Linked DNA regions of Mus musculus: regions 1, 3 and 4 are each linked to region 2. Evidence: chromatin contacts called from public HiChIP or PLAC-seq data. All regions are on one chromosome and are shown on one strand. Each heading gives the region's core, a stretch centred on a gene start, on an enhancer-like site or on the middle of the called end of the contact. The rest is flanking DNA. Distances are from core to core; before and after follow the strand shown.

The links. HiChIP or PLAC-seq counts read pairs in DNA pulled down with a chosen protein or histone mark.
Region 1: a FOXA1 HiChIP or PLAC-seq map of pancreatic cancer cells shows a contact between it and region 2. The contact joins two enhancer-like sites.
Region 3: a contact with region 2 is called in a FOXA1 HiChIP or PLAC-seq map of pancreatic cancer cells. The contact joins two enhancer-like sites. A contact is called at or near these places in 1 of 115 datasets of contacts at active chromatin or transcription factors (pancreatic cancer cells) and 1 of 9 other capture datasets (embryonic stem cells).
Region 4: a contact with region 2 is called in a FOXA1 HiChIP or PLAC-seq map of pancreatic cancer cells. The contact joins the promoter of Tha1 here to the enhancer-like site in region 2. A contact is called at or near these places in 3 of 39 promoter capture datasets (hippocampal neurons, liver and pre-B cells) and 2 of 115 datasets of contacts at active chromatin or transcription factors (microglia and pancreatic cancer cells).

What each region holds. Positions count from the first base shown.
Region 1 is chr11:117,947,750-117,954,459 of GRCm38.p6, forward strand. No RefSeq gene overlaps it. Among named protein-coding and RNA genes, the nearest start is that of Socs3, 18 kb to the right of the region's middle. Within about 2 kb of position 2,107, at least 203 of the 459 cell types and tissues checked have an H3K27ac peak or open chromatin away from gene starts, as enhancers often do. A contact at or near this core is called in pancreatic cancer cells, where this site is marked.
Region 2 is chr11:117,090,699-117,097,744 of GRCm38.p6, forward strand. No RefSeq gene overlaps it. Among named protein-coding and RNA genes, the nearest start is that of Mir6516, 17 kb to the left of the region's middle. Within about 2 kb of position 1,258, at least 123 of the 459 cell types and tissues checked have an H3K27ac peak or open chromatin away from gene starts, as enhancers often do. A contact at or near this core is called in embryonic stem cells and pancreatic cancer cells, where this site is marked.
Region 3 is chr11:117,910,231-117,916,699 of GRCm38.p6, forward strand. Gm11725 (a long non-coding RNA gene) reads left to right here. Exons shown (of 3, transcript XR_001780380.2): 3 at 1-279. Among named protein-coding and RNA genes, the nearest start is that of Tha1, 40 kb to the left of the region's middle. Within about 2 kb of position 2,686, at least 63 of the 459 cell types and tissues checked have an H3K27ac peak or open chromatin away from gene starts, as enhancers often do. A contact at or near this core is called in embryonic stem cells and pancreatic cancer cells, where this site is marked.
Region 4 is chr11:117,869,623-117,876,218 of GRCm38.p6, forward strand. Tha1 (threonine aldolase 1) reads right to left here and starts at 3,904. Exons shown (of 7, transcript NM_027919.4): 1 at 3,549-3,904; 2 at 1,982-2,065; 3 at 1,390-1,478; 4 at 813-998; 5 at 49-186. The coding sequence starts at 3,777. It overlaps Gm11725 (a long non-coding RNA gene), which reads left to right and starts at 1,463. Exons shown (of 3, transcript XR_001780380.2): 1 at 1,463-1,811; 2 at 2,473-2,581.

The DNA.
Region 1 (6,710 bases), core at 857-3,356, 860 kb after region 2:
CTTCACCCTCTTTACCCAGACTTTTTTTTTTTAACCTATATACGACAACATTAAATGTTTTATTTTGAGATAGGTTTTACGTAACCCAAGCTGGCCTCAAATTCTCCACATAGTCTAGGCTACTCTGATCCTCGCCCTGCTGCTTCCGCCCCCTCCACCATATGGGGCACAGAGTTGAGAGTACCATACTTACCATAGGGTAAACCCAGGGTGTCCTGCATACTAGGTAAGCACTCTACCAACTGAGCCACTGCCCTTGTAGCTCATCTAGAACTTCTGTTTGTTTCCCTGCTCAGGAAAACCATGTTAGTTTAGCACATGTTCATTTTCTGATTCCCAGCATCCACATAGCACTCATGACTGTGGGTAACTCCAGTCTAGAGGCCCTGATGGCACCCTCTCCTGGGCTCAGTGGGCACTGCATATGTGTGGGAGCACACACACACACACACACACACACACACACACACACATACACACAGAAGACAAAACAAGGGGGGCTGGTGAGATGGCTCAGTGGGTAAGAGCACCCGACTGCTCTTCCGAAGGTCCAAAGTTCAAATCCCAGCAACCACATGGTGGCTCACAACCATCCGTAACGAGATCTGACGCCCTCTTCTGGAGTGTCTGAAGACAGCTACAGTGTACTTACATATAATAAATAAATAAATAAAAATCTTTAAAAAAAAAAAAAAAAAAAAAAAAAAAAGAAGACAAAACAGGGCCGGTTGCTAATGTAGCATGACCACCTGGAGCTGGTGGAGCCTACATTCTAACTAGGGTCAGCTGCCTGAGGTTGACATCCAAGGGCATGGGGCAAAATACTTTGTTTGACCATGGAAAGCACTTGCCAGAGGGCAGGGGCTAGGCTCATGGGTAGGGCTTGCCTAGTAAGCACAAGGCCCTGGGCTCTGTTTCTAGCTCTGCATGAACCAAGTGTGGTTGCACATGCGTGTAATCCCAGTACTGAGGAGGTAGAGGCAGGAAGATCAGAAGTTACTTAGTGAATTCAAGGTTAGCCTAAGTTACATGAGACCCTCCCTGTCTCTTAATAAACTAAAATAGTTGAAAAAGTGAATTTTATTTGTGTTGTTTTTTGTGTAGCCCTGGCTGTCCTGGGAACTCTCCTTATAGACCAGGCTGGTCTTGAACTCACAGAGATCCACCTGCTTCTGCCTACTGTGTGTGGATAACCGGTCTCTAATATTCTGGAATGCATTTGTCTTACTCTTGGGTGGCCACTTGCTTTCCAGTGATGTGGCAGACGTGTAATCAACTCCAAACCTCTGATGGAAATGAGTCGCCCCAGAGAGTGCCTGGGATCCTGACTGACCAGGGATCCAGGATCACTTATATGGGGACCATACATTGGAAGTGGGCTCTGGGCACTGTGCATCAAACAATACCGACACATAGAGGGGACGACAGGTACAGTTAGGAAGAGCAAGTATTTGTCAAGTACAACGGTTAGACCACAGATGGACAACACGGAGAGGCCCGTGTGCAGCGGAGGAGGGAACCGGGTGACTGAAGGCTCTGGACTCATGGTGTTCACTTCAGAACCAGGGAATGTTCTAACTTAGGAAAGGTCCTGTGTCTAGCCAAAAAAAAAAAAAAAAAAAAAAGGCGGGGGGTAGGTGCGGCCTGGGAGGAAGGTGGGGTAGTGGCAAGGGAGGGTAGCCCTGCCCTAGCGTGCCCTCTGTCCCCAGCACGCACCCTGCCGGGAAGCCCTGGGGTCGCAGCTACTCGGGCGGCCCTGCCCAGAATAGCTTTCCTTCCGGGCAGGGCTGCCCGGCCCGCAGCGCCAGCTCCCGAAATAGGGCCCCGCGTGTTGGGCGGCGAGGGCGGGAGGGGCCGTCCCTGCTCACAGGCACACTAAGCCGCTGGGACCCTGGCACCCAACAGGGACCTGGGTGCAAGGACCAAGAAGGGGCTGCAGGCAGAAGCCAAGACCCAGGCTCGGAGATGGCGAGGCGCGGACTAGCATGGAGGAGCGAGGGCTGGCATCGCACTCTGGGTTGAGAAGGCGGAGACCCGGGTGCAGGGACCACGGAGGAGTCAGTAGAGACCCGAGATCGGGATTCCCGGCGCGGGGCCAGCCTCCAGGCGGGTGGGGCGGGCGCTGACCTCACAGCCTGCGAGGAAGTCGGGGCTGGCCTGGCTGATGGAAGGCCTGAGGAATTCGCAGCTGGCGGCCCGGTCGGGTGTGAACGCGTTCCCTTCTGCTCCCAACGTGGCGAGGCAATGGAGCAACAGCTTAGCAGTTGCCATGGCCACGGACCTAGGCTGTGGGACCAGCGGCCGCCCAGGCGGGCATTGGGAGATCCCCTGGGTCCTGTGGGATTCTGTATCCACACACGGTGCCGTGTGTTACAGGGTTGTAATCCCAACCCTTGGGAGGTAAAGACACCCCCTGATTAGGAATTAAGCTCATCACCTAATAGTGAGTTCGAGGCCAGGCTGGGCTACATGAGACCTGTCTCAAAAAGCAAAACAGGATGGGCAAGGTGGTGCATATCTTTCATCCCAGCTCTTCAGAGGCAGATGGATCTCTATATGAGTTCGAGACCAGCCAGGCATACATAGTGAGTTCCAAGACCCAGTGAGGCCCTGTCTAAACAAAACAAAACAGGACCAGAGAGCTAGCTTAGGGGTAAACTACCTTGGTACATATAAGCTTGCCAACCTGAGTTCAATTCCTGGGAGCCACTTAACAGAAAACTGAAGTCACAGTGTCATTCTCTGAACCTCCAGATGCAGGAGACAGCGCTTGCTCGTGCAAGCATCCCTCATAGACACATGCATACATAATAACATTTATAAGATTTAAAAAAAAAACAACCCGCCGGGCATGGTGGCGCACGCCTTTAATCCCAGCACTTGGGAGGCAGAGGCAGGCGGATTTCTGAGTTCGAGGCCAGCCTGGTCTACAGAGTGAGTTCCAAGACAGCCAGGACTATACAGAGAAACCCTGTCTCTGTCAAACTCAGAAATCCGCCTTCCTCTGCCTCCCAAGTGCTGGGATTAAAGGCATGGCACCACACCCAGCTAAAACCCAAAAGTTTTTAAATTAAAAAACAATGTGGCAGGAGAGCTGGCTGGGTGGCTGCTTTTCCAGAAGACCCAGGTTCAGTGAGCAGCACCCATCTATGGTTCACAACCATCTAGGACACCAGTTCTTGGAGAGCTCATGTGTTCTCTTCAGAACTCCAAGGCACCAGATGCAAACTTGGTGTGCATACATACATGCAGGCAAACCAAAACAAAAAACAGTGTTCCTCTCCCTCCTGTAGATGCTGACGGTTAGAAAGTTAGAACCCCTGTGATGGACAGCCACCACTTCAGTGCAAGCAAGCCTCTTGTGACCAACCCAACAGGACCAGAGTGGGATTCACAGAGATTGCCACCCTGCTCCACTCTCCCGCCCCTCCCCTGTCTTCAACCAAAGGCTAACCTCTTCAACCTCCCGGCTTCCTCAACAACCATCCAGGAATCAGTCAGATCTGCCTTCAGGGGACTGTGATGAAAATAGCCTGCCTGTGTCATAGGCTGACTCTTTTCCTGGTGCCCCACCTACTTCTCCTCCATCTCAATCTGGGAAGACTCGGCCCCACCCTTTGTCAGGTTGAGGGTTTGCTAATGTGCATGTGTGCATGTGTGCATGTGGTTGTGTGTGTTGGGGGCGAGATGTGGGCACAGACACCTTTGACAGAGACTCCCTTGAGGTTTACCTTGAACCCTCCCTTTCCCCAGAGGACAATCTAACTTGCTGTCCGGACCTGCAGGGATCTCGGGATGAGGTCCAAGTCTGCGAAGGGCAGGTCACCTGGCTGGAGTGGAGCAGGCTGCCCTTCCGAAGCTAGTGGCAGCTCCAGCTGTCCTATGCAAGCTGGGGCTGCCAGGATGACACAGCCACCTGGAAGTAACTTCAAAGACCACTGTGTCCTGGGAGTTCAGGATTAACAACCCTGGGCCGAGAAGGGGCCCTGAATGTCAGCCTCTTCTAGGAGAGCCAAGACTTGGGACAGCAGCAGTCCCTGGGTAAAGCAGGGCGGGCCTGATTTACTGTAATTCCCTGGCTGCAAGCATGATGGCAGGCCTGGGGGGAGAGGCCCCTTGTGGAGCCAGGCCTTACAGCCCATTGCCAGGGTCCAGTATGTGTTTTGCAGAGGAGAGAGAGGTGTTTCAGTGTCTGGCTGTGGGAATCTATTTGGGGAGTCGTGGTGGTGGTGGGGGGAATAGGGGCAATTCCAATCTGAGCAGGTCAGGTCATCACTGTAAAGGAAAATGAAACAACCTGTCCAGAGAGCTGGAGGGCTTTGGAGCTGCTCACAGTGACAGAGAGCTCACCGTGACACTGGCTTGCCACCTATCACTATCATGCCTGGCCTTAGGAGTTATTATCCCCAGGATCAACACAGGGAACAGATCTCAGATCTGGATCTCGGAGGTGTGAAGAGACAAACAGGTAGAAGTCTAGGCTCTAACCCCCATTCTCTCTGGCCTTCTGAGTGTGGGAAACAAAAAGCCAGGAACAGCAGCGGGTGACCCAGCTGACTGCCAGGTGCCTGCCACCTCCCCCTTCAGTCACAACACCTGCTTGCCTGGTACTCAGCTGACTTCCTGTCCCTAGAAGAGCAGAGCGGCTGTGGGTACCGTGGGGGCAGGGCGGTCCCCTTCCTGTGCTTCAGGGAGGGCATAACCCTGCAGCTTTTGGGCACTGTCACTTCCTATTTCCCAGGCTCTGGAAGCCAAACCTGGATTCCCCCGGAGAGTCTGTCCAGGACAGGGGTTTGTCAGCATCCTGACCCACAGGTGAGGGACAAACTGGGCGGAAACAGGGGCTATAAGGGGCTATAGCCTGGTTAGGAGAAGGCTTGTAGGGAATTTCTGTCAGCTCTCCAAGGTCACATAGAGGTCCTCTACCTCTCTGCCAAGATCAAAGATACAGATGTGAATGATGCTCATGCAGGCGTGCATGTGTGTCTGTCTGTGTGTGTGTGTGTGTGTGTGTGTGTGCATGTGGGTGCCAGAGGACCACCTCAGTGTCATTACTCAGTTGCTATTCACTCGCCCTTTTTTTTTTTCCCAGAGATTCATTTAGTTATTATCTATGTATGGGTGCTTTCCTGAGTGTAAGTCTCTGTACTGGTGCCCAGAAAAATTGGCCACTGGATCCCTGGAACTGGAGTTACAGATGGTTGTGAGCTGCCATGTGGGTGCTGAGATTTAAACCTGGGTCCTCTAGAAGAACAGCCAGTGTTCTTAACTGCTAAGCCATCTCTCAAGCTTTGCCTACCTTTATTTGAGACAGGGTCTTGCCCCAGCCCTGAACATACAAATTCACTACAAATAGGTTTTCTGTTTGTTTTTGAGACAGATCTGACAGTGTAGCCTCAGGATCCACCCACCCATATCCTCAATGCAGCATTTTGAACATCTGGAAAGAGTCTCATACCTGGCCTTTTCTAAGGGGATCCTGGGACTAGAACTCAGGTCTCCATGCTTGCAAATTCAAAAGGTGCTTTATTTAAAAAGGAGATTCATGTGCAATGACTCTTGTGTTTCCTGCGTGTATCTACACGAGGGTGTGAGCTGTGACATGGGACTTGAACCTGGGTCCTCTGGAAGAACAGCCAGTGTCCTTAACAACTGAGCCATCTCTCTGGTCCCCCCAAAGATGCTTTAAAAAATAATAATTTAAGCCAGGCGGTGGTGGCGCACACCTTTAATCCCAGCACTCGGGAGGCAGAGGCAGGCGGATTTCTGAGTTCGAGGCCAGCCTGGTCTACAAAGTGAGTTCCAGGACAGCCAGGGCTACACAGAGAAACCCTGTCTCTAAAAACCGAAAAAAGAAGAAAAAAAATGTAGTCAATCGTAGTGACACACACCTTTAATTACTTGGGAGGCAGATCTCTGTGAGTTCAAGGCCTGCCTCATCTACAGAGTGAGTTTCAGTACAGCAGGAGACCCTGTCTCAAAAAAACAAACAATAGATTCAGATTTATTTATTTTATTTTATTATTTGTGTATGAACCTGCTTGTGTGCACCATGTGTGTGCCTGTGCCCCAGGAGATCAGAAGAGGGCATCGGATCCCCTGGAAATGGAGTTAGACCTTTGTGTCCCTGACAATTGTGAGTCCCCTTGTGGGTGCTAGGAGTTGAACCTTTGGAAGAGCAACAATTGTTCCATCTTTCCAGCCCGTTCCCTCAAAGATGCTCTTGAGCCCCCCCCCCCCCCCCCCCGAGCATCCTGGGCCCAGCTCTACCCATCATGGCCATCTGGATTCAACAGGATCCCTGAGGGATGAGATTTCCACCTTACACTGTCCACAGCGTTTCGAGAGGTCCTGCTGGCTCCGATGGTCACCTTGACTTTTCTCTCAGTGACATTGTCACAGAAGTGTGGCTTTGTCTGTTTCCTGTGTACTGCTCCTGGGTTCCTCCTCCCTCCCTCCTGCCTGAGGGAGGGAGCCCAGCTTTGGGAGGCTGATGTTCCTGTGAGGGGTCATCTGAGGCTGCCAAGACTGGAGCTCCTCACCAGAGCAACACAGGAAGCATCCCTGTGGCGAAGTGAGGCAATGTCTGGGCAGGGCCAGCCATGCCAGGCAGGCTGCAGATGTGTATGTGCCTGCATTCTCCCTGATGCCAGCAGGGCTGCCTGCCTGTGCCAGCCCTTGACACCATTTCATCTTGGGTACCCAAGGTA
Region 2 (7,046 bases), core at 8-2,507:
GAGATGAAAGGTGTGTTCCACCACACCCGGTTTGGCTTCTTCTACTCTCATTTTCAGTAACTGGGGACAGCAAACGGTACTGCCAGCGTGGGTTACAAGAGAAAGATGGTTTGTTTAAAGACTATTCAAGTGTACAGGAGTTCACAGAACACTGCAACTTGAAGTGACCAGAATCTAGGGCTTGTAGGCACCCTAGTGGTGGTGGTGGCACTTTAATTGACTGTGGGAGATATGTTCTTTTTGCAGAAAGTTTTTTTTTTAGGTGAATTGCTACCTTTTTAAACTTTTATTTATTATTAGCAGTGTGTGTGTGTGCGTGCGCGTGTGTGCGTGCGTGTGAGTGTTCCAGTGCAGACTTACGTGTGCCACTTTTGATCTATTCTCTTTCCACCTTGGGATGTGGTGCTTGAACTCTGGTTAGTCAGTCTCAGACCCCAAGACAAATGGTGGCTATTTAACAAATCAAATATGACCTGGCTTCAGGTTCTTCCAGTCCCTACGGTTACAGGGTAGGGCTGGCATACCCTCTACCCTGAACTCTCCAGCCCAGGGACTGGGCTGCTCTTGCTCAGACGCTCTTCCCTATAATCCAGACATGTTGGTTACCTGCCCTGTCCCTGTATCCCTGCGTGCCCCAGCTCAGTCTGGGCTCCCAGATGCCCCTGCCTCGGGCTATGCTCTCTCTTCTATCTACGATAAATCGTCATCTCCACCACACTTAGGGACAGTCATTTCCTTTTTTTATTTTTATTTTTATTTTTTTAATTTCTATTTTTCATTCAGGTGCCAGGCTCGCAGGGTGAGCCTCTGTTCACATGGAGCATCCCCCCTGCCCTGTTTAGGTCATTTCTTTTCCTCTAGGGATAAGTAACAGGAAATGAGGAGGCGGTACCCCAACTGAGAAATTCCAGAAAGGGCCTTAAGAAAGGCGCGTTCTTCTGCAAATAAGACAGGCAGTGAAGGAAGGGTGAGGTTGGTTGGTTTGTTTGTTTTGGGGTTTTGTTTGGTTTATTTTTCTTGTTAGGGATCCAACCCAAGACCTTATGTATGCTGAATTACACCCCCAGCCTTTGAAAAAAAAAATGTAATTTGGTTGAGAATCAAGAAAGCCACCTCCACTTCTGTTCCAAGTAAGGGGAGGGTCAGGATTCCAAACTCAGCGGATGCTCCGCAGTCCCGCCCATCGGCTCCTTGCTGTGTCCCACCCCTAACCTTCAGGAGAACACGACTGGGGCCAGCCCGATCCGGTCCACAGTTTCACTCTGCGTATAAGAGCAGTTAATGCGTGTGTCACCCGAGAACGTTCACATGTCACACGTCTCCCTAGGCATGTGATTTCTCTCAGAGTCGCTAATGCTGGAGAAAACCAGCTGCCGGTGGAGAGGCTAGTGTGCCTTGAGGGTCAGGGCGAAGAGTCTCGTTCACTCAACCGCGAATGCTGCCCACGTGGAGGGGGTCCTGGTTGGACCGCTCAGTCCTACAGCTTTCCTGAGGCCACCTCTCTTTCAGCTGTTCCTCTGTGGTGAGGACGCAGGCCGGGGGACAGTCGCCAGTGATCCAGCTCTAAGTGCCTGATTGACTGGAGGTCATGCCTGACTCTCAGGGGGAAAATGAGGAGTCTCATTTAACTGATTTTATTTGTTTTGTTTTGTGTTTTGAGACAAGGTCTGTCTTGGTAGCTCTAGCTGGCTTGAAAGTTGCTATGTAGACCAGGCTGACCACTAGTTCCCTAAGATCTCTGTACCTCTGCCTCTAGTGTTGAGATTAAATGGACGAGGTGCCACACCAGCATATTTGCATGACTTTAAAGGAAAGAAAAGTGTACAAACAGATAACAGATACATGCACATCCAACACACACACACACACACACACACACACACACACACACACACACACAATTTCTTCTTTAGATTTCTACTCTGTTTTTTGCTTGGTTAATGGAAGAAAGAGACTTAAAAAAAAAACAAAACAAAAAACCAACAACAAACAAACCCAAAGTGGAGAGAAACTGCAGTTCATCTATACGTAGAAAACACCACATCAGAGCACAGCCGAGGGAGAAAACTGAGGCTGTGAGAAGGTCACGACCTTCTCCCACTGAGGCTGTCTCACAGTCCTTGGGGCTTCACAGGCTGGGAGGGGCCAGGCCGTCTTGCTGACACAGCTTTTTCTCATGGGAGTTCTGTAGGGCGAGAGGCGCATTGCCAGCACCATCCCATCCGCTGCACCTGCAAGGGCCTTTGAACAGGGGACTTCATCTGCTGGCCACGTCATGACCTCTGAGTGTGACTCTGTGGGCTTGACATTTGCATTGTGGCTTATAGCTAACTCTGTTCTGTCACACCTCAGATGTACACCCCCAAACACAGCCCCCAGGGCCCCATGCCCCATTCAACATTCTCCTGTCTCCTGTCCAGCCAGTAAGTAGCAACTAAACATGTTTCTCTCTCTCTCTCTTTCTCTGTGTGTGTGTGTCTGTCTGTCTGTCTGTCATCTGTCTCTGTATCTGTCTTTGTCTCTGTGTCTCTCTGTCTTTCTCTCTCTGTATCTTTCTCTTTTTCTATCTCTGTCTGTCTCTGTGTCTCTCCATATCTCTTTCTTTATCTCTTCCTCCCTCTGTGTCTCTGTATCTCTGTCTTTCTCTCTGTGTGTCTCGGTCTTTATCTCTCTCTGTATCTCTGTCTTTATCTCTCCCTCTGTCTTGTCTCTCCCTGTCTCTCTCTCTCTCTGTTCTCTCTCTCTCTCTCTCTCTCTGTTCTCTCTCTCTCTCTCTCTTGCAGAGAGGAGGGCAGCGAGGTTGAAGGAGCACCCTGTGGAGTGTTATCTTCTTCTGCCTTTCTATGGATTCCCAGGATCAAAGCCTGTGTGACAGGAGCCCGGATCCACATGGTCATCTTGCCAGCTCCTTCAGTGACTGCTTCTATTAGGAAGAATTGAGGGGAGTCTGGGGTTGGCTGGGGAAGCCAAGCTTACTCTCTAGATTGCTCAGCACTCTCCCGGGAAAGATCTTTCTTTTGCTGTAAAGACAGAGTCAGCCAGGCAGTGGTGGTGCAGACCTTTCATCCTAGCACTAGGGAGGCAGAGGCAGGGGGATCGCTGGGTTCTAGGACAGCCTGATCAACCAAGCAAGCTCCAGGGCTGTACCATAGAAAAACCCCGTCTCAAAAACAAAACAAAACAGACAGACTGCACACACACACACACACACACACACACACACACACACACACACACAGGGTCTCTGTAGCCTGGGCTGGCTCTGAACTTGCTATGTAGTTGCAGATGATCTTGAATTCTGATCTTCCTGCTTCTACCTCCCCAGTTCTGGGATTATACTTGTCCACCTTGTTTGGCAGGAAAGATATCTTAAAGGCCACTGGCTCTGGTTCCAGGTGCTTATCTAACACTGGAATCTGTCTGACAAGCGGTCCACAGAACATATCCTCCTTTCTTCCCCTTTGCATGTGGCTCGGAGATTGACCAGATCTTTGGGATGCTTTGCATCCTGGGGACCCCCAATGAAGCCAGGTGACACCCAGCTGCCTGACTGTAAGAGCAGCTTCCCTAAGTGGCCTGGGAAGGGGCTGGAGGAGGTGACACCCAGTTACAGAGCCAGAGGGCAGAGTGCCCTGTCTCCTAACATAACAAGACAAGCTAATATCCTGACAGGGCTCTTTTGGGGAAGTGACGTCACCACGCCTCAGGATGTGTAAGCTCAGGAACATTTTCCTTGGAATAAACTGTGTCCCCAGGGCTTCTTAATGAGCCCTTTCTGTGGGAACCACACAATAGTTGGATCCAACTGCCTGTTTTCACTCTGTTATGTTATCCCAAAAAGAGGCGTATCTTGTTTACTTGGTTTTCATTGAGGAACGTTCTTTGTCCTCCAAGGAATACATAAGAGCTCCTATCTTAGAACGTGTGAAGCCCTGAAAGGTAGCTTTTCCATGGAAGTCTTTAGGCTGAACCACTGAGCTCCGCTCCGGAGAGGAAATAGATCTTGGCCGTCAAGTGCTCTATACCTGGGACTGACAGGAGCTATTTCGGAAGGCTGAGCCCTCCCGCCCAACCACCACACACAAGGTGTTGGTGCTTGAGTGATGGCTGCTGGAAGCGGCTGTGCAATGGACACTTGCCTGGGTTGATAATGACACTCAAGAGCCAGCCAGCAGGCTGTGGATGGCTCCCTCTCAACGCCACCCCCCTCCCTAGGCAGACCCATTGCTATGAATAAAGGAAGCATGACGCAACTTGGATATTTAATTCTCCAAATAGCTCCAAGCTGGAAGCAACCGAAGATAATCAATTAAAGAAATGTGGATACATTTGTGCAGTGGGATGATGCTTAAGCTATTTTGATGAATAAGGGAGAAATGGGTTTTAGTGCACCGTATGATTTATTCATGGAATAACAGACTATGCTGGTTGGTTTTTGTCAACTTGACACAAACTAGAGTCGTTGGAAGAGAGAACCTTCATTAAAAGGATACCTCCTTCTCTTGATTAATGATTGACATAGGAGGGCCCAGTCCACTCTGGGCAGTGACAGCCTGGGGCAGGTGGTCCTGGGTTCTGTAAGAAAGCAGGCTGAGTAAGCCACGGGGAGCCACGCAGTAAGCCACAGCTCTCCAAGGCCTCAGCTTGAGTTCCTGCCTTGGCTTCCCTTAGTGAGGGACAGTGACCGGGACAGGGAAGCCAAATAAACTTTCCTCCCAAGCTGCTTTTGGTCATGGTCTTCATCCCAGGGATAAACACCTACGAAGGATGCAGAGTCCGACTAAGGTAATCCACACTGATGGGAGTCAGAAAACCCCTGCTGTGGGGAAGACTCGGCCAGAAGAGAGCATCTGGGACCTGCACAGCAGACGGACACCCAGAGCCGTTCATTCCCTTAACATAAATTCTACAAGAAACATACCATGCATGCATTATGGGATGTATTGTTGGTCCCATCTGTAAAGTCCAAGACAGTAAACCAAAGCTCTGAAAGAAGAGATGGCAGAGTGCTTGCCTGGCATGCACAAAGCCCTGGGTTCAGTCTCCATCACCATGGAAACAAGACATGCTGCCACAGGCCTGTCATCCCAGCACCTGGGAGGAAGAAACAGGAAGATACGGTGTTCAAGGTCATCCGCAGCTGCCTGGTGAGTTCAAACCCTTCTCCCACTCACAGGTCTCAGGACATCCCAGTACTCCTCAATATCCATCAGTGCCCCTCAGTGCCCCTCAGTACATCCCAGTACCCCTCAGTCGCCCTCAGTGCCCCTCAGTACATCCCAGTACCCATTAGTCGCCCTCAGTGCCCCTCAGTACATCCCAGTACCCCTCAGTCGCCCTCAGTGCCCCTCAGTACTCCCCAGTACCCCTCAGTCGCCCTCAGTGCCCCTCAGTACATCCCAGTACCTCTCAGTCACCCTCAATGCCCCTCAGTACATCCCAGTACCCCTCAGTCGCCCTCAGTGCCCCTCAGTACTCCCTCAATACCCCTAGGTTCTCCCCAGTACCCCCTCAGTACTCCTCAGTACCCCAGTACCCCTCAGTGCTTCTCAGTACCCCTCAGTGCTCCCCAGTACCCCTCAATACTCCTCAGTGCTCCTCAGTATCCCCTTGATACCCCTAGGTGCTCCTCAGTGCCCCTCAGTACCCCCTCAGTACTCCTCAGTACCCCTCAGTACTCCTCAGTACCCCTCAGTGCTTCTCAGTACCCCTCAGTGCTCCCCAGTACCCCTCAATACTCCTCAGTACTCCTCAGTATCCCCTCAATACCCCTAGGTGCTCCTCAGTGCCCCTCAGTACCCCTCAACACTCCTCAGTGCCCCCTCAGTACTCCTCAGTACCCCTAGAAGCCCCTGAGTATTCCTCAGTGCTCCTTAGAACTCTTCAGTACTCCTCAATACCCCAATACCCCTCAGTACCCCTCAGTGTCCCTCAGTACCTCTCAGTGTCCCTCAAGATCCCCGAGACGGATGTTGGCTGCTAAGAACAGCTGCAGATCTGAAGGGCAAGAGGCAGGTGGGAGGGAGGCAAGGTCAGTCAGTCCGCAACCCCACCGAGTGGAGATCTTTCTACAACACAAATCACAGGACCACCTGGTCACCATGAGACCACGCTTCGGTCTTGATGCTGCTTTTCAAGGGCTCACAGCAGTGAAGCACTCGGACCCTGATCCTTGCTACCCTCCCCTCGCCGTTCCCAGTTGTACGGCTTTATCTGCTTTGTCTTCGTTCATTGCGGTTGTGCCATCCAGAAACTGTCCCTGTTCCTACTCCCTCAGGGACTGACAGCCCACCTTGCACATGGGAAACCCAGGCATGGGTCTCTTCTTTGAAAACCCCCTGGCAGTGGGTAGGCCTGGAGTTTTTAGTTCTGAATAGAGCCTTGGCTGTGCTGGGGCACGGGCATTTCCGTCGATGACTGGATTAGGTGTAGGCCCTTTGAGGGGCCAGCCCATTGTTTTCAGATATGTGGGGGTACAGGAGAAGATCCGTGTTTTCATCCTGGGAGGGGGGTTCCTTCCTGCCTGGTGCTGCCCACCTCCTGGAAAGGGATGTTTTCGGCTCAAGAGTCCCTGGGTGTCACTGAAACCAAAGCTCCGTGTTCTCTGGCTCAAAACACAGGAAAGAAATTGTTTCCTAAATGGAAAGGCACGAAAACAGCCATGGGAGAGAGGTCGTGGGAGACACTTCCCAAGTACCTCAGAGTCCTTGGCAGTACGAAGCTAGAACACTCATGTTTAAATATGCCTTGTCAAGGCTCATTTGGTAGTTAGATCGTCGTGTGGTAACAAAGTTGAAAGGAATGAAGACAGCCTACAAAAATAAAACGATCACACCAGGACTGGGGTTAGGGGTGTATGGATGGCACTTGCCTAGAGTGCCCAAGGGCCTGGGTTCTATTGCCAAAAAGCAAAAAGAAATCACATCCCTGGAAGCACAGGGTGGGGAGTGGGAGGGTGGGTAGGGGTGAAGGGTGGGAGGGTGGGCTCCACTTGTTGGGATAGGTCAATTTGTTAGAGAGGAACCTGGGGTGAACAATCTGAAGGC
Region 3 (6,469 bases), core at 1,436-3,935, 820 kb after region 2:
GAGTGAATGTTAGAGGAATTGTGCCTGGATTTGTTGTTAGGAGGAAGGGTGGGCATTGTTTATGTCCCCCCCCAAACCCCAGAATAGAATTTTACTGACACTGATTATAGACAGAACTATGCCCCCCCCCCCACAGTTGAGGTTCTAACCAAGTGGGATGGTATTCAAAGACAAGAAGAAGGAAACCGGGTTTACACAAGGTCCTAAGAAGAGATCAGGGCTGGAAAGATGGCTCAGCGGGTAAGAGCACCCGACTGCTCTTCCGAAGGTCCTGAGTTCAAATCCCAGCAACCACATGGTGGCTCACAACCACCCGTAATGAGATCTGACTCCCTCTTCTGGAGTGTCTGAAGACAGCGACAGTGCACTTACATATAATAAATAAATAAATCTTTAAAAAAAAAAAAAAAAAAAGAAGAGATCAGAGCCCTCACAGACAGCAAGTACTGGGGTGTAGCACAGCTGTGAAGTGCTAGGTTAGACCATCACACTTCATACCCTGGACATGATAGTGTACACCTGTAATCCCAGCACATGCGAAGTCCAGGCAGGAGGAGTACAAGGCCAGCCTGGGCTACATGAGACCCTGTCTGAAAACACCAGCAACAAACAGCTGCAGTGTTCAAAAGGTTGGTGCAGTTGATTCATGAGTTTGAGGCCAGCCTGGGCTACATAGTGAGAGCTAATCTCAAAACAAACAAAAAGAGAGCTGGGATATGACAGTGACAGAGCGGTCACCTAGCATGTACGGGACACGGCTTCCGTCTCCAGAGTGGCCCTTTCCTCCCCAGTCCCTTCTGGTCAGTGTTCATCCCAGTGAGAAAAGCACAAAATAGGTAGGACCTGGGCTCAGCTCACGAGGATCCCATGGACTGGACGGGTCATTCAGACACCAGTGGTCAGGGAGTGTGGGGGCTACATGGGTGCACAGCTGCTGTGGCAGGGGCGGGGGTGACAGTGAGTGCCATCCAGACTTTGCTCAGAGCTGGCGAGGACAGGTGTGTCCTTTCCTGAATACATGGGGTTGGTGGAGGTCACCAGGGTCCGTGCCTGTTCCTTGCTTGCACTGTTGATCCTGGGGCTCCTCCTTCCCAATGCTGTATCCCTCTCAGAATCCCAGGTGTGTGTCATATAAACAGGGGTATCCTTGGCCCTCATAACTCAAGGTCCAGGCCCTGGGGCCCGGCTTGTATGCTCCTAGGTGGCAATGGATGTCACAGGAGCTGAGGAGGCTTTTGTGTATCAGCCTCACTCGCTGTCTGTATGAATGCAGGTGCCTAGGCTCCCCTCCAGACCAGCCCAAGCAGCGGGCTGCAAAGGGCCCTAGGAGTCTGTCCTTAAGAAGGGTTTGGCGTGGTGGCACATGAATTTAATCCCAACAGTCCGGAGGCAGGTACATCTCTGAGTTCAAGGCCAGCCTGGTTTGCAGAGTGAGTTCCAGGACAGCCAGGGCTGCACAGGGAAAACATGTCCTAAAAGGTTTTGGAGGCTGGGAGTTCAGCGGGCAGAATGCTTGCCTAGTGTGCATGGAGCCCTGGGTTCCACCCCTAGGATCACATAAATGTGGCAGCGGTGGCTTAAGCCTGAAATCCTGCCACCCAGGAAGTGGAAGTCGGGGGTGGGGTGGGGTCAGAAGTTCAAGGTCATTCTCAGCTATATAGGGGGTACAGGGGGACACAGGTGGCACAGGGAGACATAGGGGTGAGTGCAAGCAACAAAGGAAGAGGAAAGCAGGCCTGGGGTCAGGAGTGGTACACTGCCTGGAATCCCAGCACCAGGAGGTCGATGCCACAGTATTGCTATGAGTTTGAGGCTAGCCTGGTCTACATAGACTGTTCCAGGCTAACCTGTTCTACAGAGTGAATTCCGTGTCAGCCAAGTGGCTGGGGAGAGCAGAGAATGGAGGGCATACCTATTCTTTAAGCCCTTGAGGACTGCATGGAGTTCAAGGCTAAGCTGAGCTCTGTAGTGAGTTCTAGGCCAGGCAGGGTCACACAACAAGACATTGTCTCAAAACCCCAAAGAGGAAAAGTGTTTCAGAGTTCTCTAGAGTGGTCACTCACCTCCCACCCCCGCAGCCGACACGCCCACCCAAAGTACCTACCCATGCACCCCTTCCTCCACCCTCTTCTCTCTGTCTGTACTTCAAGGCTGTAGGCTGGTGGCGCACGCCTTTAATCCCAGCACTGGGGAGGCAGAGGCAGGCGGATTTCTGAGTTCGAGGCCAACCTGGTCTACAAGTGAATTCCTGGACAGCCAGGGCTATACAGAGAAACCCTGTGTGGGGGGGGGGGGAAGCTGTAGGTTTCCATGCCCCCCCTTTCTGCCATCTGTAAGAGCCTCGAACTGTGGGTGGTCTGTGCTGCAGGCCTGGAACCGCCCCCCGCCCCCATCCTCTCTCCCCCTCCCCCGCAGACAGCCGCGAACTGGCAGCTTCTCTTCTTGGAGCCTCTACTCTTGCTGCTGCATTGATCCAGGTCTGCTGCTCAAAGGATTGAAAAGACAAAGGCGAGTCTACAGGCGTCTCCACACACGGGCCAGAAGCTGAGAGCCTTAAGACCCTGCCACACCGCCCAGGGGAGAAAGAGCTGGATTCCAGCTGCTTCCCACTTCCTCCCCAGGGTGAGCTAGGGCCCAGGGGAGCAGCTTCGCACCGCTAGAGGGAGCCCTTTGCAGCGCAGTGGCCCTCAGCAAAGGCCGGAGCTGTAGGCTGTGTTTCCTTCCACTTGGAAGCGTGGATGTGGAAGGAAGATGGCCCCAGATCTATACTCACTGCTGGGTGGTTTGGCTTTCTTTAGGTGGAGGTAAGTCAGTGCAGGAGGTAACCCCAGGAGAGCAAACGGAGGCCCACAGTGAGACCATGGAGGGGGTTGGGGAGCACCACCCAGGCCATTTATGTGGCTGGGCTACTCTACGTGTTGCGTATGAGTCATGAGAAATAACTCAGTAGTAAATAGAGATAATAATATACAGATAAAGAAATGGGGCCCCAGAGAATGACTAGACAGAACCAGACTTCAAACTTGGGTAACAGGGAGTTGGGTCTTGGGTACCACAGTGTCAAGAAACCCTGCCTCTTAGGAAGGGGCAGTTCCTCAGACTGTCAGGTCTAATGGGCCGGCCCTTCAGGGAGGACCTGGCAGGTCTGCCTTTAGAGTCCAACTCCGCCACCTGCCATGTGAGTGCCAGGTGGCCACAGGGCCTTTGTGTGTATTGTGTATTTACACATGGTGGCCACAGGGCCTTTGTGTGTATTATGAGTTTACACATAGTGGCCACTGGGCCTTTGTGTGTATTATGAGTTTACACATGGTGGCCTCAGAGCTTTTGTGCATGTGTATTGTGAGTTTACACATGGCTATACAGTACTTTCTTTGTGCTTTTTCTTTACTTCAGGATGGGTTTCTGGTACTGGTGACCCAAGAATGCATGAGCCCATGAACACAGACACGCCTCATGTCCCGTTTAATGTTCTATCAAATTCTTACTTTTTTTTTTTTAAGGGTCCCACTGTTTGCACAGTCCACTCAGCCACACACACACACAGCAGTCCCGTGTGCTTCTGTCTTTTTTGTTTGTTTGTTTTTCAAGACAGGGTTTCTCTGTGTAGCCCTGGCTGTCCTGGAACTCACTCTGTAGCCCAGCATGCCTCGAACTCAGAAATCCGCCTGCCTCTGCCTCCCAAGTGCTGGGATTAAAGGCGTGTGCCACCATGTCCAGCCTGTCTTTTTCTCAGGCCCTGTAGCATCAGGCACAACTGGCTGCCTTCAGGGAGGAAGAAGCACAGACTTGGAGGCCGAGGGGACTGGCATTGCCCCTAGCATCCCGCCTTAGCCCTAAGCTGCCCCTCAGCAGGGGCACACATGGTGGTCCTCGTTCAGCCCCTGGGCTGGCCGCTCCCCTTACTCCATTCACAGTCACAAGAGTGGGGTTCTCCTCTCAGCATGCTCTTCAGGCCAGTCAGCCCAGGGTCTGCTGAGCACAGGGCCTCTCAACTAGAAGGACTCCCTGCAACCGGGGCTTGAGGCCTCCTAGCTGGGCTTTGGCTCGAACATGGGCAGAAGGCTACAGGCCTCTGAGCAGAAGTGACCTCCATCCCCGCCCCATCACCAGCTCACCCTGGCAGTAGCTGATGCCACCATCAAAGGGATAGCTCGGGTGGCATCTTTTATCCTGGGCCCCTACCCAGGGTGAACGGCCTCTGGGGCAGAGAGTGTTCTGGGAACAGGCAGTGTCCCAGCCAGCAGGGAAACTGAAGCCAGAGCCTAGCTGTGGCCCCTCGAGGTCCACTTGGGTCCACTGAAGCGTCCCTCAGACGAGGGCGTCGAAGCCAGTGATGGGCGGCTGCAGAAGGTACATGGGCGTGAGCCTCCTGCCTGCAGGCTGGCCAGGCTGGGCCCCCTTATCTAACGCAGTCTGGAGACAGCACGCCCAGGACTGTGGTTTGTCCAGATGAACTTCAAAGGGTCATGACTGCAGCGGCTGCCAGCTCGGCTTCCCTTGCTCAGACTCCTCCCTAATCCTCACGTGCTCCTCCACCACACTTAAGGGATACCTCACCTGGAACTTACCCACTTCCTGATGAGGCTTCTTCCTCCCAACATGAGCCTGGCCTGACACCATCAGAGGAACCTTTGTCCTGTGACTACGAATGTCTACTCTTTTTTTTTTTTTTTTTTTTTTTTTTTAAGATTGACTCAACAACAATAACAAAAGCCAAGGCTTAGTGCCTGTTCTCCAGTAGCCAGCAAACTCTGAGCTCTGAGCAGGGCAGACCAGGATGAGTTCCAGGACAGGCAGGGCTACACAGACAAGCCCTGTCTCAAAAGATCCAAAACAAACAAACAAACAAACAAACAAACAAACCCCCTAAGATTTATTTTTATGTGTGTGCTCACAGAAACCAGAAGAAGGTATCTGATGCCCTGGAGCTGGAGTTACAGGCAGGTGGGAGAGAGCTGCCTGATGGGGGAGCTGGTCACTGACCCAGGTGCTCTGCAGGAGCAGCAAGTGCTCTTTTTTTTTTTAAAGATTTGTTTATTATTATATCTAAGTACAATGTAGCAGTCTTCAGATGCAGCAGAAGAGGGCTTCAGATCTCATTATGGGTGGTTCTGAGCCACCATGTGGTTGCTGGGATTTGAACTCAGGACCTTTGGAAGAGCAGTTAGTGCTCTTAACTGATGAGCCATCTCTCCAGCCCAGCTTATGCCTTCATTTTTTAAATTACTTTATGTGTGTGGATGTTTTGCCTGGAAGCATGCATATGCATCACTTGCATGCAGTACCTGTACATGTCAGAAGAGGGCGCCAGATCCCCTGGGACTGAAGATAGAGATGGTTGTGAGCCACACTATGTGGGTGCTAAGAATTGAACCTAAGTCCTCTGGAGGCATAGCCAGCACTTCTAGCCACCAAGCCACCTCTCCAACCTTATTGCTCAACATAAGCCCTACAGATAGGGGCAATGTGGAAAGTAGAGCCTTCTCCCCTAACCTCCAGCCTCCAAGCTTCTATACCCACACAGGGCACCATGTGACTATTCTACCTTCCAGAGAGTTCTCCTGTGGCGAGGTACCCGAATATACTGTATTCGTTATTCTCTACCACTCCGACCAAAGACCCATTAGAAGCATCTTACAGGAAGAGGGGTCTGCTGGCTCACAGTTTGAGAGTTCAGTCAATCCTGTCAGGGACGGCAAGGTGGCTAAGATAGATCTTGTCTATGATCTTTGGGGAAGGGAGAGAAAGAAAACATTCTCACGTCACAACAGGATGGGAATAATCCAGTGTTGAGAGCCTGTTTCCTGTGGCCCACCCAGGCCTCTCTGACAAGGTGACCTTGGGGCAGAGCCTAAGAGAGCCATGCAGTAACCTGGTTCTTAATCGGCTTGCGCAAAATAGGATCATATGGGGAAAGGCGCCCTCAGCTGAGGGGCTGCCTACATCAGGCTGAGCATCTTCCTGAGGGCAACGCCACCCCTGGACAGGTGGGCCTGGGAGCTGTAATTCCTTACATAAGCAAGATGAACAAGTCATGGAGAGCAAGCCAATACACAGCACTCCTCCATGGCCTCTGCTTCTGTTCCTGCCTCTAGGTTCCTGTCTAGAGTTTCTGCCCTGGCTTCCCTTGGTGAAGGACTTCGAGACCAGAAAGATAAATAAATAAATAAATAAATAAACCCTCCCCCCACCAGTTGCTTTTGGTTAGAACGCCTATAACTACATCAATAGCAAGCAAACCAGGGCTCAGGGGTGGGGGGCAGTCAGGATTGGGGACACAGGGTTGGCTGCGAGCAGGGAGGGCTGGCAAGATGGTACTAAGCTGTTGATGCCATAGGGAGGGGAGCCAGCCTCTCTGAGTCTACCAAGGGCAGGAGAGATTAAGGCAGGCTCAGAACCCTGCTAGCAAGAGACTCCCGGCTATAGCCCATGGGTGGGCGGGGGGGGGCGGCATGGGGTTGTGTGA
Region 4 (6,596 bases), core at 2,654-5,153, 780 kb after region 2:
ACCCGAGCGAGGCAAGCAGGTCTGTCAGGCTCCGGAAGGACAGCCTACCTTAGAGAAACAGAAGGATACAGAGTCACAGTGCTCTACAAGGCGGGCAGGGGGTATGCGCAGAGCCACTGCTGCATTCATCAACCGAGCTCCATCCATGTGGACCCTTGCTCCGTGGGCGTGGGCCAGGAGGCACACCTGAAAGCAAAGGGCAGGTGGTGTTCAGAGGCAAAATTTCCAAGAGACCACTGGGCTTGGAATCTTGTTTTTTTTTTTTAAATTTAAATTAAATCCAGAAGCACTGGATTCCCCAGGAGCGAGAGTTACAAATTGTGAGTTGCCTGGTGTAGGTGCTGGGAATATAATTCAGGTCCTCTGGAAGAGCAGCAAGTGATGCTAACCATCCAGCCTTCTCTCCAGTTGTCTTATTTTTATTTTATGTGTGCAGGTGTATGCCATTGCAGATGGTTTTGATCCAGCCAAACTCTCAGTCTCTCTCTCTTTCTCTCTCTCTGGTTTTTCGAGACAGGGTTTCTCTGTGTAGCCCTGGCTGTCCTGGAACTCACTGTGTAGACCAGGCTGGCCTCGAACTCAGAAATCCGCCTGCCTCCCAAGTGCTGGGATTAAAGGCGTGCGCCACTACTGCCCGGCTCAGATTCTCTCTTAGAGCACTGTTGTTAACCACTGAGCAATCTCTCCAGTCCGCCAGAGAGAGGATTTTCCTAAGGAAAGGGACTGTATCAGGGGAAACAGGAAGCCCAGAGTGCACTGGGCTGGCATTGGGACACTGCTGTGTGGGAGCCTACCTGGGGGAGGTAGCCTACCTGGCGGAGGTAGTCGACAGGGAGGACCCGGCCTCCCGCGCTGCTGTGAGTGTTCTCCAGGTACACGAGCTCACAGACTGGATGGTAGGGACTCCCAGAGCCCCGCGTGAGTGCCCTCTCTAGCTCATTCAGGTCCAAGGTGCCATAGGGCAGGTCGGGGAGGGGGTGGGAATGCACCCCAGCGATCTGCAGGTGGGAGAGGATGCTGGATCAGGTGGGTCCGGTGGCACTTCTGGGTAGGAAGGTTCCCCTGCAGTCAGAGCCACCTCTGGAACCCAGGGTCTTTCTTCTGAGCATGTTTACACAGCATCCGAACTGGAAAGGCTGCTGGTTCCTGCTTTTTCTGTTCAGTCGTTGCCCTTTGGCGTCTTTCTGGAGTGCTAGTGCTCCATCTGTCCACTAGAGGGCAGTAAGGCACCGCGACAAGTGAGCAAATCTGGGCCCAGGCCCTCCCTTCCATCTCTCTTTCCCCCCTCTGCCGGTTCCAGGCTGGTACCTGAGAAACAGGGGCCTACCTTGACATCCTAGCTGGCTGAAGAATATCCAAAACCCCAGGGTATTATTGTCTGGTCCTTACCTGTGCCACCCCGCCCTGCTCATAGACGTGGAGGTGGCATTCCTGCCCAAGGAGGACCTGGGAACCCCGGCGCCGGCAGTGACCCATCACTGAGACAGATGGGAGGAGGGCAGGATTTGGAACTGGGTCCAGAGGATCTCTCTGCCCCTGCTCAGCTTGGCCAGGCTGAGCTAGGGCCCCCAGTGAGCTCAGACTCCCTCTGTCAATTGGGAGTCAAAACACCTCACTGTCACGTGTTGAAAAGACTGGTGTGTTACACAATTCTAGGCTGTGAAGGCTGGACACTAATAACCTGCACCAGACCCCCATGGCCAGCAAGGAAGAGTGCCAGGATGCTGCCTCCAGGAACAGGCATCCCAGGGTACCAGGAGCAGCCAGAGGACAGAAGCACACTGGGAAACAACCCAGGCCAGGGCTGCAAGGTAAGCATCCAGGAAGAAGAGCTAGGGAGTAGCAGAGACTCAGACCTCACTCCTCCCACTGCCAAATGCAGAGTGCTCCACCAGTTGCACCCAAAAGAAATCCAGGTGTGTGCCCACCAGTGCCACAGACCCTTTGAGCTGGGGCTCAGAGGGGCGGGTAAGACACTCACCAGAGATGAGGTTGGCCATAGTGTTGGTGGGCACAAACAGCGTCCTCTCTACCCCAAGCAACTCTGCAGCCTTTTCCTGCAGTTCTGAGAAGGGAGGGGGGCAGGGGAAGGGCAAGAATCAGCAATTCCTCGGGCCACTGTACCGTGGCACACAGTTCGTGTGTACTTGTTACAGGGTTTGATAGAATAGACCTGTGATTCCAGTACTCTGCTGAAGCAGGAGGATAACTGAGTTGGAGGGCCGCCTGAGCTATACAGCAAGACCTTATCTTAAGCACTTCTCTCCGAAAAGGTACATTTGCTCGGATGAGAAATGATGGTCCTGTGGGTGGGGCTTGGAGTCTGTGATCTTGGTAACCACGTGCCACAGCCAGAGGCCCCTCTGTCAGTCCTCCTGAGCCACAGTCCCCGCCCCAGGCCACCGAAACTCCCTTGTGGTTTGAAGCCCCTTTCCCACCCAGACCTCACACCTGTTTTTCTCCCTTTCCCAGAAGCCCCGGCAGGTGAGGCCTTGTGGTTTCCCTGTGGACTTCCTCTGCACATCACCACGGAAGAAGAGCCTCTGGGGAGCGGGCAGGGCACAAAGAGTGCAGCTGGCGGGTGAGTGGATGGCCTGGGTAAAGGCCATGGTGGCTCTCCTGTCTGTGACACAATGCTCAGTGCTAAAGTGATCTAGATTCTGTCCCCAGAGGACACATACCCGTGTCTCCCTGAGCCCTGTGTGCGGTCGGGGATGAGTTCTGCTCGCTCCTCCTCCCAGCCCCTGGTTCACCCTCCTCAGACTCCTGTCGAGGCCAGGACCTCCCAGCCTTGATGTGGTGACCTGTTTACACCAGGTGCCTGCTGAGAGCAGTGTAGCTCAGCATCTTTGAAGTTCCTGGTAATATCTTGTTGTCAAGAGATTCTAGATCAGCCCCAATCACCCCTGGGTCCACAAAGGTCAAGTGTGATCTCTGGTGTATCTCTGGATCTCTAGTGCACACACAGCAGCACTAGAGGTCCACCTTAGCAGTGACTATTGACCCCGGGTGGGCTTTGGTTTGCTGTCTCCTTAACGCGCTGCACTCCCTAGATATGAAATTCTGCACCCCCCCCCCCCCCCTGTGAAGGAGCAGCGAGCACTTTCTTTGCTGGATTGATTTTGTCTTTGTGAAGTCAGCCAATGAATGAAGGAGAGTAGTTAGCCCTCCTTGTAGTAAGACCTGTCTCAAACCCTGGTTCTTCCCTGTTCCTGATGTGGGTCCTTGAACTCCTCTCTGCCCATCTCGGGGTCTTGCTTTGCCAAGTCTGGACAACACCCATCTGGGCAATTGGGTGACAGTGGGCAGAAATCACCAGGTGGTCCTGTTAAAATGCAGATTCTGGCTCCCCAAGTCCATTGTGGAGCTCAAGAGTCTGCATTACCAGGGATCTCTCCGAGAAGGAACAAGAACGCAGAGTGCACCACTGAGCGTCCTCAAATGTCAGCGAGGCACCCCTCTGCGTCCGTGCTGTCCTGTCAGAACCACGGACAGCGTCCCGGGGTCACCGCAACGACCCCTGCCCCGGGCCTGTTCGCCGGGCTCACCGTGGACCGTAGGGTCTTCGCCGTAATCATCGTCTCCTACAACCGCTTCGGCCATAGCGCGCCTCATGGCCGGCCCTGGCCGGGTCACCGTGTCGCTGCGTAGGTCCACCACGTGGGCTGGGACCCCCGCCCAATTCCTAGACCACTGAGCCCAGGGCACCCTGAGCCCCGGGACCGTGGCCCGGAACAGGCTGCGTAGCATGGCGGCCCGGAACAGGCTGCATAGCATGGCTGTGGCACTCGTCTTTCTCGGCCGCAGGAGCGGAGGACAGTCTCTTCCGTGCCAGCGGGGAACCCGTGTAACTGGACTCTTCTGACCCCGCGCGGACCTGAACTGGGCAAGCCCGGGGCACTATGGGAATTGTAGTCCTCTCTGGAGTTTTATACATTATTCGAGCCCCGCAGCATGCTGAGAGTTGTAGTTTTTGTGTTCCGTTGTTCCAAAGGCTAGGAGATTTTGGAATGACAGTTCCTTACTTTGCTGAGTGGGAAACAAAGCTGAGGTCCGGGGATTTTAGCGTGTACATGGTACTGCTCGTGGCACTGCAGATTTAACTTAATTAAGCGTCTCAGCCACTCTGGGAAACACCTGGGTGTTTGGGAATGGAACTCAGGTTCTCTTCATAATCAGTTCCATGCCTCTGAGCCACCTCTCCAGTCCCTCACGGTCCTCATTTTACACCCGAGGAAACAGGCTGCAGACACTGATGTGAAGTCCAGGAATCAAGTATGGTACCGTGTTGCCCATAAACAGTAGCTTTCAACCACTGGAGTCTTTTTAATTTTTCTCCTTAAAAATTAGTTCTGGCCGGGCAGTGGTGGCGCACGCCTTTAATCACAGCACTTGGGAGGCAGAGGCAGGCGGATTTCTGAGTTCGAGGCCAGCCTGGTTTACAAAGTGAGTTCCAGGACAGCCAGGGCTACACAGAGAAACCTTGTCTCAAAACAAACAAACAAACAACAAAATTAGTTCTGAACTCACTGGGTAACCTAGTTGACCTTGAACATCTGACCGTCCTGCTTGGGAATTCAAGTGTGTGCCACCATGCCCAGTTTACGCTGTGCTGGGAACTAGATTTAGGGCTTTGTAAGTGCTAGGCAAGCATGCTACCAAATGGGATACATTCCCCCTCCCTCCTCTCCCCTCCTCCTCCTCCTTCCCCCTCCCCTTCCCCTCTCCTCTCCCCAAATTCTTCTTTTAAATGAATTTAAAGCTGGGAGGTGGTGGCACACACCTTTAATTCCAGCACTGGGGAGGCAGAGGTAGGCGGATCTCTGAATTCGAGGCCAGCCTGGTCCACAGAGTTCCAGGACAATCAAGGCTACACAGAGACCCTGTATGGGGGGGGGGGGAGATTTAAAACTTTAAAAATCATATGTGTGGGGTGGGGAGTAGATACACATGAGTGTAGTTACCTACTGGGGCCAGAAGAGGGCGCTGGACAACCTGGAGCTAGAGTTACAGAGTCTCCAAGAGACTGTATGGGTTTGTGTCTGCCATCTCTCTAGGACATATGGGAAACGGAGTTTTGGAGGTATCTAGAAATCTTTCTTTTTCCTATACCATTGGCTTGGAGAGACAAGGTGCTTCCATGGAAGTCATGCCCAAGAGCCCTGTGACAGAGCACCTAGCTAGTAAGCATGTGATCCTTAGATTGATTCCTCAGTACTGCAAAAGGCAGGCATGGTGGCTCATGCCTGTAATCTCAGTCCTTTGGGGCGGGGTGGGGTTGGGGGAGGCGGGAGGATATTTGAGACTTTCAGGCCAATCTGTACTAAAGTGAGACTCTGTTTCAAAAAATTAAAATTAAAAAGAAGGAACATAGATAGCATTTGCCCGCTCCCAATAGTGTGTCAGCAGACAACTTGTGGCCATGGTCCCTAACTCTGGTGAGGATCAGAAGCTGCGCTTGTCCAGCCTGGCTCGTGGGAAGTGCTGCTGTTTATCCTGACGTTGGAACTGCAAGGCCCTGGAACTTGGTTCTTCTATTGTGGGATACACTCTGCCTTACCAGGGCCAAGGGGTGACCTTTCCCCATACAGGGAGGTTGGGAACTCAGCCCTGCTCAGCTGCTTCTGTTTCCAAAGTGTGGGTCCCAGTTGTCTGTCTACGGTGTCTATTGGGAGCAAGTTGCTCTGAGCAGGGCTTGTTGGAGCAGAGGCCCTGGTCTAACACGGCGGTGTCTCTCGGATGCAGACTGTGCCTCCTCTCTGTCATTTGCCTTCTTTTAGCCGTGTCTGTGGGTGGCATGTTGGAAAGGAGCAGCCAGGCAGGCTTCCTGGAGGAAGCATCAGTCTTTGACAGCAGGTAATGGAGGAGGAGAGACTGACTTGCATAGGAGACAACATGGGCCACAAGGAGGTGGTGTACCCGTTGGAAGTCCAGGGGGCTAGGAAAGTGGGGAGGAGGGGCAGCCCCAGGCCACCTGTAGGAGCAGAGCCAGTTCTAAGGGACTCTTTCTCCTCTCCCAAACACCTAGCAGAGCCATCCTAAAAGCATGCAGAAGTCAAGTGCGGCAGGCCTGGGACCCCCAGCTAATAGAAAGGCCCCCTGCCTCACCAGAGCAGGGTGCTCTGGCCCTGACCCACACGCTCTGCCTGATTCCCGAATTCCAGTCCTTAGAAAACAAACCCTTATCTCATTGTCTGGCTCCAGGCTTCTGCTGGGAAATGGGGGGCGGGGGCAAAGGCTCCATGGGAGGGGGGTGGATGGGCTGGGAGCAGCCAAGGGAACTCTCAGGGGAGAGAGGGGACAAAAGAGCAGCAAGACACCTCCCTTCGATGGCAAGAGCAGAGAACAGCCACCTGCTTGTAACTCTCTCAGAGACAGCAAGGCCTTCCTGACTCACCCTGTCAGTCCTTAAGCGTCTGTGAGGAGGGGAACAGGACAGGTGGCTTGAGAACTCCCTTCAGGTGACAGCTTGGCCCCTAGCTTTTGTCCTTCCCAGGTGGCCTGTCTCCCCACTGAGGCACACTCTTCTGGGAGAGCAGATGGGATGTGTGCAACCAGGTGTGTTTAGAGGAGACCATACCAGAGCTCAGCCTGGA